Regions from separate parts of the Pan troglodytes genome. Here region 1 is linked to region 2. Evidence: chromatin contacts called from public Hi-C data. All regions are on one chromosome and are shown on one strand. Each heading gives the region's core, a stretch centred on a gene start, on an enhancer-like site or on the middle of the called end of the contact. The rest is flanking DNA. Distances are from core to core; before and after follow the strand shown.

Region 1 (4,544 bases), core at 731-3,230, 37 kb after region 2:
AGACCCCACCATTTTCTTCCTTTAGGAGGAAAAACCATCTTGGCTTTTCTGCTGTAATTATTCTTCTGGATAACTCTCAGAATCATTTTTGTTCTGATTTTGTCAAGGTATTAAATAATTACTGATATGTTGCTATATTATATATTTAATTTTCAGTTTTCTTCTTACCAGGCTTCTCAGAAAAATTTGACGTAATTGATCTTTACTTTTCCTTTATACACTTCCTTCCTTTGGTTGCTAGAGAAGTAGTATCAATAATACTAGTGGTATCAACATCACGATCTTTACCACTTCTAATGCTGCTGCTGACTCTACCACTATCAATCTCTTCATGTGAATTACGCATAAGGGTTGTTCTGTGTTTCATATTAACTTTCTTAGGTGTTTTCTTTAAAGTAGTCATAATTGTAACTATAATATGCAGTTTCCTATGTAATCATTTGATAGTGGAGGATTTATGGTGAATTATTTTCATGAGACTGCCTGAAATTTTATACTTTCTGGTTAGAGATCTTTTGTTAATTTCTTCCCATAAGTGTGTGTGTGTGTGTGTGTGAATTTCATTTTAAAGAAAAAATGAGAAAAAATTTATTTCCAGGACACAGAATAAGTTGGAAACAGACATACTTCTGTCTGTTTGTTTGTTTTCACTGCTCATTTTATTCAATTCAAAACAATATAAACATTCAGATACTCTTTGAGCTGGTTTCAGGATTTTAGACCTCTGTGAATAATTTTTTTTATTCTTTTTTACGAGTATTCCAACCACATTTTTTGGGGGAGCAGGCATATTCATTTTGCTGTTGAAATTATGGCAAAAACCGCATTGACTTTTGCACCAGTCTAATACATGCTGTCGTTTACAATTAGGTGGCTTTCAAAAGGCAGGGGCCGGCGATCAGCCTTTTATGCATCTAATCTTGGGTAACAAGGACTGGCTGTAATGAACTGTAATGATAACTCCATTATAACTTCAGCTAAAGTATGTGTTGCATATTGTTTTCTTCGTAAATGTTAAACAGGAAGTAAGCATCATTTAGGACAAGGAATTCTCAGAAAAAAAAAAATAAACACCACATTGAATGTTTACCCAAATTTTAGTGGAACTTACTTTGGCACAATGCCTAACAGACTAAGTTACTAACTCTGTTTTTTATTCCTTAAAGAAAGAAAGAAAATAAATGAATTTACAGTAATGTTGGAGTTTTCAGGCCTATTGAAGATTTGGGATAGATTGTGCTAGAACAGATTGACATTGACAGATTTCAAGTTCCTTTTGCAAGTTATTTTACTTTGTATTTTAAAGAGGCAATATGTTTATAAAGCAATCAAATTAGCCTATTTGTGGCATATAAACTTTTTATATAATAAAGCTGGGAAAAAGAAACTCTAATTTCTTTACCAGCTTGAGGGCAATTGACTCTAATACAAGTGGGTTCCTAATCATTAACATATATGTTTATTTGCATTCATAAACTTGAAATGCATATTCAGTTGTCTTATTTGGTATTTAATAGTAGGGGGATATCCTAAATCAAAATTACTTTAGTTTATATAATTGTAATCATTTCAATGTTTTTGGAGGGAGAGATAATCCTAAAAACTAAAATTTAAAAGATGAAACTATTCATTATTCCTGCTGTATAACAGATGGTGAATGCAGGCACATAATAATAGGCAGTGTGGCAATACTGAGCACAATGACCAGATCAGGACAGATGCTTAAAAATATTTTAAAAAAATAATTAGAGTAATTGTTTTGTATGACTCGAAGAAAGAATCGGGTTAAATAATAGAGGGCACAGGGCCAGCGAATTAAAGCACATCACTTGATTTTGTGTTTCAAATAACTGCCTTGGAGTAAATGAGCTCCTCAGACCAATTTCTGACACAAGGCCTCCACCTCGCAGCCTTCCTGTTCTGCATTCCTGCAAGGGCTCTTGCGCGTAGACCTTCAGTTCGCTTGTGAACTGTTGCTCTCTAGTGGTGGTGTGAGGCCTTAAAGAAACACCTGCTACTGTGTGGTCAGGAGGTAAAGTGCTGGGCTCTCATGTTGTCCTCCCTGTAAACACCTTCCTTTCTGCGTTTGGACACCTTCACCAGATTCTATTTTCCATTTGATCATTAGTCAAACACTTATTAGACAAACAAGTGGGCCAGAAACTGACAGATGTTAGAAATACACAAAGAAAAGTTATAGACTCTTCTATTTCATGTGTTTCATAAAGTATTCATGGTATATAAATTAAAAAATAGAAATTAGGTAAGAATAAACTCCATCACCGATATTTGACATTTCCTTTCTCAATTATAAATCATTGATCTTACGTTATTATACTTTCAAGATCTGAAACATTCTAGGTATTAAATTGATATTGAGTGAGTGAATGAGTGAAAGAATGAATGCGTGTATGGTAGAAGCTATTTTGGGGAAAACGGTCTTCAATGCTCAGGTATTATTAAGAGCAAAGCTGCCTTCTCTATCTATGTAGTGTTTATGACCAAGAGAAAAGGCTTAGATACATGAGCAGAAACAGAGGATTTTGCAGTTTATTTTCTAAACTTTGGTCTTTTGTACTTTATGTGAATGTTCAATCACATGGTTTTAATATATTTTTCATATATGTTTCAACTTTGATGTGAAATCACAGAAATTATATCATCTGTTGCATTTTATTATATAATATCTATTTTTTTGATCCCATGGAAGTACCAGGGTGTTTTTTTTTTTTCCTTTCAGGGGTCATTGTTTGCATAAAAAGAAAAAAAAACTAATTTAACTAGATATTTAAGTGATTTGCAAAGCAGTGTGTTTCCAGCTGTTGAAGGACTAAGGTTTTAAGACAGTATAGAACCGATTGTACTACTCTTTAGTCTAGGGAAAGCTTGTGTGGAGAAACAGCTCCATGAAGTCAGATTTGAGGCCTCTAAGTCCTAGCCCCAGAATTTTCCTATCTCTAGGTAACTTTGGAGAATAATATGATTCTTCTTATGTTTCTATTCTTCGTTTTCAAACAAGGATAACGATCTAAGCTGCAACTAAAGTGTGATAAGAGGTTCTAGTGATATAATGCAGGTAGAATACATGTAGAAATCACTTCATGTTTGAATTACCACTACCAGTGCTCAATCAGAAAAAGTATCTTAATATCCACCTTTGTCTTGTCAATTTGTTCCCTTTCTGTTCTATCAGATGTAGTTCTAGAGATTTCTAAGCCTTGCCATCATACACTTTTTCTCTATATTTGAGCTTAGCCTGTATTGTAAATATAAAATCCTTTGAGGCAGTTGAAGCTTTTACTAATATCTTTATTCTCCGGTACCTAGCACATTAGCTGACAAGCAATAAGTTCTTGATTTATTAATTTATAATGTATAGGCATTTAATATTAACTTTTAAAATAATTAGACAATGAATATATAAATTCAGAGCACATATCCATTAAAGGCATGTAAGCAAACACATTACAAACATCTATAAGAAAAGGGCCCCATAATTATTTTAAAAAGTGATTATGTGATATTTTATAGTTTTGTACCTCAAGAATATATTTTTCGCAGCTCATGTATTTTTAATATGCACACTTTTTATTTAAATCTTTTATTTTATTTAAATCTTTTATTTATTTAATTATTTAAAATACGCATTTTAAGGGTCTTCCATGCCTTTTCATAGCTTGATAGCCCATTTCATTTTAGTGATGAAGAATGTTCCATTGTCTGAATGTACCACAGTTTATCCATTCACCTACTGAAAGACATCTTGGTTTCTTCCAAGGTTTGGCAATTATGAATAAAGCTGCTGTAAACATTCATGAGCAGGCTTTTGTGTGGACATAAGTTGTCAGCTCATTTGGATAAAGACCAAGAAGTGGGATTACTGGATTATATGGTAAGAATGTGTTTAGTTTTGTAAGAAACTGTCAACATGTTTTCCAAGTGGCTGTGCCATTTTGCATTTCAGTCAGCAAAGAATGAAAGTCCTATTGCTCCACATCTTTATCAGCATTTGGTGTTGTTCATATTTTGGATTTTGACATTTCTAATTGGTGTGTAAATGTTTTCAAAGAAAATTTTAAATTTCAATAGCTTTTGGAGTACAAGTGGTTTTTGGTCACATGGATGAATTATATAGTGGCGAATTCTGAGATTTTATTACAGTCATCAATCACCCAAGTAGTGCACTCTTTACCCAATATGTAGTTTTTTATTCCAAAACCCCTCCTATTCTTCCCCTTCTGAGTCTCCAAAGTCCATTATATCACTCTGTGTGCCTTTGTATACTCATAACTTAACTCCCACTTATAAGTGAGAACATATAGTAGTTGGTTTTTCTGTAATGGCATGTTTTAATGTGAAATTACCTAATGACATATGATATTGATCATATTTTAATAAGGTTATTTTCCATTTGTATATCTTCTTAACAAGGTATCTGTTCAGATCTTTGGCCCATTTTTTAATCAGGTAATTCATTTTCTTATTGTTGAGCTTTAAGAGTTATTTATCTATTTTGGATTACAGTCCTTTATCTGATATGTCTT
Region 2 (4,432 bases), core at 1,064-3,563:
CTGTCTGGTTTCACTTCACATTATGTGAGTCAGTCGTGCTGCTTGAACTCAGTATTGCAACAGCTCTGTCTCCTCAGTGAGCACTAACACACCCCAGTGACCCGTGGGTTCCAGAGTCTCAATCAGCCCATTGGCTCAACTAGGGAGTAAGCTTTGGGATGACTCTCAGATGATACTTTATTCCCATTAATGAGGGCTACTGTTTTAATTATTTATTTATTTATTTATTTTTTGAGACGGAGTCTCGCTCTGTCGCCCAGGCTGGAGTGCAATGGCGCGATCTCGGCTCACTGCAAGCTCCACCTCCCGGGTTCACGCCATTCTCCTGCCTCAGCCTCCCAAGTAGCTGGGACTACAGGCGCCCGCCACCACGCCCAGCTAACTTTTTGTATTTTTAGTAGAGACGGGGTTTCATCGTGTTAGCCAGGATGGTCTCAATCTCCTGACCTCGTGATCCGCCCACCTCGGCCTCCCAAAGTGCTGGGATTACAATTGAGGGCTGTTGTTACCCACAGCTTGACTTATCTCCTAGGTGACAAAACATTTCCCTCAACAGCACACTTCTGCTTTGATTTCAGGTCCTGCACATTAATGGAGAAGTTGAAAATCAACTCAATTTGCTACTTATTGAATCACCCAAGGATAACGTCCAAGGATGACTAGGGCAGCCTAAATCAGACATTCAAAAGAAAGTTGAAACAGTATCAGGAAAAGTTAAAAATTTCTGTATTAGGTCCTTCTTTCACCTATGCTCTCTATTTATTGAGTAGTTATTATTATTATTAGTATTTCTTTTTGGCGGCACACATGTGCCGTAAGTAATGGCTCGCTTGATTACCTGAAAATTTGCATGCTTTGCATTTGTTATCCACACTACATTTTATGTTCTTAAACACAGGATGGATTTATGAGAAGTAACTGATGTTTTTCGGAAGTAAACTAATATAGTAGACATACGCTTAGAAAAGAATCCCTTTCCACAAGATTGTTTTAGTTCTCGTGTTTCTCACATATCCCTTTGTTAATAGATCGCTCTTGCTGACAAGTAGACTAATTCCTAAATGCTAGTGCTTTAGGGTACCTCATTAACTAAGGAGAAAGAGGGATAAATAGAAAAACTCAACAAATTTTACAGAAGTAAGGTATAGAAAAACAATAGGCAAAATCCCAGTAACAGGAAATAAACTAGATATGTGGATAGAATAGACAAATAGAAGAGAGGAAAATTTCTAAGATGATTATGTTTTGCTGAGAAACAAAGGAAAGGAAGAACAAATTCTAAGTTACATAGTCTTTGAAGCCAGAGATTGGAAAGGTTAAATAGAAGGATGAAATAGAGGAAAAAAGTCCTATAAAGAATACCAAAGCAGGAGATTGCATTTTCAGGAATTCTTTTGTGACTTTTTTTTTTTAGTAAATTACAAATGGACACTGTAAATTTTCATCTGCTGATATAGCTGTTCTCTCAAAGATGGCAAACTTGCCCATTTCCAGCAACTAGAGGATGCTGTCATGAGAACACAGGATAAGGTACACTGAAAGCGGACACTGAATGCAAAGGAAGGCAAACAGTGTAATTGCTTATGTGGAAAATATAATTTTTCATAAAGAGAGACAACACTTCCTGGAGAATGTACAGATGGATATGAAAAAAATGATGGAGAATAACTGGGCTAGAGCAGAAAGTTTTCTAATTAAATCTAAACACTGAGATGATATAAACTAAAGCAAAGAGAAAGATCTTTAAAGATCTTCTGAAATTCGTTTTTGCGGCTTTCTCTCATCTCAGGTATTCTATCTTCTTATAGATAGAAAGGGATTTACCTCTTCCCTGAAGAAGAGCCTGTCTTCTCTAAAAGACAAAGCCTCACTTCCTTCCCTAACAACCATTAGATATCACATACATAGAGATTAGCAGTATATTTCTCTAAGATTATATATCATATATAGAGAGATTACCAGTATATCTTCTATAACTACTATTAATGTCATATATAGAGATACCAGAGAGTAAATAGGCAATCAGATCTGACTTACTTTCTTGTCCACTCTCCGGATGCAAAGAGCTGTTCTCTGCTACGAAACAATTTTCAGAGCTCATCTTTATTCTCAAGATTCCCTAGTTAATCTCAGGTCAAGTCAAGCTACAGTGAAAGTCTTTGCTGGAGCTCTTGTTGAGTCTGTGAGGCTCTGAGGCATCTCAGAGTTTATACTCCCTGATGATGTCTCCGCCCCCTTCCTCTTGCCGCCTACTTGCTTGACTACCTTGTTTCTCTTTAATTTATGCTCCAGTGGACCAGACAGTGTATAGTGTGTTGTTGTGGTGAAGTATGGGTTTTCCCTGTTGTCTGAAATGTGCTTTCTCACAACTGTAAGGTGTAGCAGGAGGAAAGTGGGATTTTCCCAGACTCTGAGACATCCTGCCTTAAATTTCTAGAAAACACAAATAGTTTAGGAGACAGCATAATCTAAGTAAAGAATTAAAAGTTAGAGATTCCTGTCTTTGAGATGAAGATAATTTGGAGAAGGAGAGTGTAGTATTTTCCAGGAATCCCGTTCATCGATTTATGCATACATTTAACTGATATTTACTGAACACCCCCTATGCACCTGACACTGTCTGGGGCCCCAGGATTTATTGTTGAACATGAATTTTAAGATCTCTATGCTCATGGATCTCTCTCCAGCCTGAAAGTGTTTTATTTAGAAAGCTAAGAATTGGTTTTTGGAAGTGTGTCATTCGCTTCTTCCCTGGTGACTAGATGTATCACGTAGTAAGAAGTAAGAATGCAGGAAACAGAAAGCTTGTGGTCTGGAACTTCCTTGCTGTGGTCTGGAACTTCCTTGCTCTGCTCTAAAGTTGTTTATCTTAAATTATCCGTTTCATTTGTTTCCTGCTAATTTTCTTGTCACATTTTACTGTCATTTAGACTGCTTTTATGTCACCTCAGTAACATCTCCTTCAATTCTCCCCCTGTGCTCTAGGTTATTCTCTTCAATTACCTCTGAGACTTCAGTCTTTTGAGGTATGATTATTATTTAAAACATCGCTGTGGTATCAGTCTCATTCAGACAAGTAATGACAGTCAATGCAAGATGAATGCAGAAAGCTATGTATGGTGATTTAAGGAGGGAAATCAAAATACCACTCTGATTAATGATCTTGGTGCCCTCAATTTTATTATTAATATCACTTATTTAGAATAAAGACATTCTGCTTTCAGAGTAAAGCTTGATGAAATTTTATGCATAGGTGGGTTGGAAGTTATCATCTAGAGAAGTTAGTTGGACCATTAGATGCATTTGGACCATTAGATACAAAGTTAGATTACAAGTTAGTTGGACCATTAGATACAAAGAGGTACATGTTGGCCCTAAAAGCTCCCTTTGCTTCCATCCTATTTTTCAGTCAATTTGTTAGTCCCTTTTCCACATAGCAGCTAGAACCATTGTTTTATAATTAATTCATATCATTTTGGTGAAGTGTTTAACTCCTCCCCCCACTGCCCTTTGAAAGGCTTCCTATCAAATGTACCGTAAAATCCAAAGACCTAATAGTTGAGAATGCTTTATACATAATATGGCCCCTGGTTACCTCTCCTATCATTTTTCCTATTATTCAATATCCTCTCTGACAGAAACCTCCTCCTTAAAAATGCCAAGCATCCTACCACTACAGGGCTTTTACTTTTTCTCTAAAAGATTCTTTTTTCCATCTCCCTGCATGTCTCGCTCTCCCTTTAACCGACTCACTCTTCAGCTGCCACCTGCTCAGAGAAATTGTCAGTTGCTATTACATGTAAAATAGAACCTCACACTCAGTGCCTCTACAGATTGCTGTCAATATCTGATATTATATCATGGTTTATTATCTGTTTCCCTGACTAGACTGTAAGCTGCTTGAGGGCAAGGGCTTTGACTTGTCTCCTCTGTGCCTCTAACACCTGCTGTAGTAACTGGAATCTAGTATGTATTCCATGCCCTTACTGAATGCGTGAATGAATGAAAAATATGTATAAAACTCTAAAAGTTCTAAAATATGGAGTGCTATTTATTGGGGTTCGTAGGATTGTTTGGTTGAGAAGTGTATGACCTTAGGCTGCTACATGCAAAGAACCAGGTAATACATAGGAATGGATGTGAGGTCATTTATATAGGTCATCAGGCATGGTCTTGTTGAGGAGGTCATATGTGGAATTAAATAAAAATGAGAGGAAAGAGTTAACCATTGAAAATTTGAGAACAGAAAGAACAAGAACAAGAACACACTCTATAAAATAAAAAGAAGTTTAGCTTCTTTAAGGAAAAGAATGAAGGTAAGTGCAGTAAGCCAGTAGTGCTTCAGGAAATTGACCATACAAGTCCACTGAGCTTTGGCTTTGTTATCTGTAAACTAAAAATATAACATCCAATTTATAATGTTTCTATGAAG

What was found. A called contact is a pair of places that touch in the nucleus more often than the background predicts.
Region 1: a contact with region 2 is called in a Hi-C map of a lymphoblastoid cell line, with 3 times the contacts expected there. The contact joins the enhancer-like site here to the promoter of CD69 in region 2. A contact is called at or near these places in 4 of 7 Hi-C or Micro-C datasets (induced pluripotent stem cells, a lymphoblastoid cell line and stem cell-derived neural progenitor cells).

What each region holds. Positions count from the first base shown.
Region 1 is chr10:16,899,716-16,904,259 of NHGRI_mPanTro3-v2.0_pri, forward strand. No RefSeq gene overlaps it. Among named protein-coding and RNA genes, the nearest start is that of KLRF1, 29 kb to the right of the region's middle. Within about 2 kb of position 1,981, at least 1 of the 24 cell types and tissues checked has an H3K27ac peak or open chromatin away from gene starts, as enhancers often do. A contact at or near this core is called in a lymphoblastoid cell line, where this site is marked.
Region 2 is chr10:16,862,207-16,866,638 of NHGRI_mPanTro3-v2.0_pri, forward strand. CD69 (CD69 molecule) reads right to left here and starts at 2,314. Exons shown (of 5, transcript XM_520732.9): 1 at 2,038-2,314. The coding sequence starts at 2,101.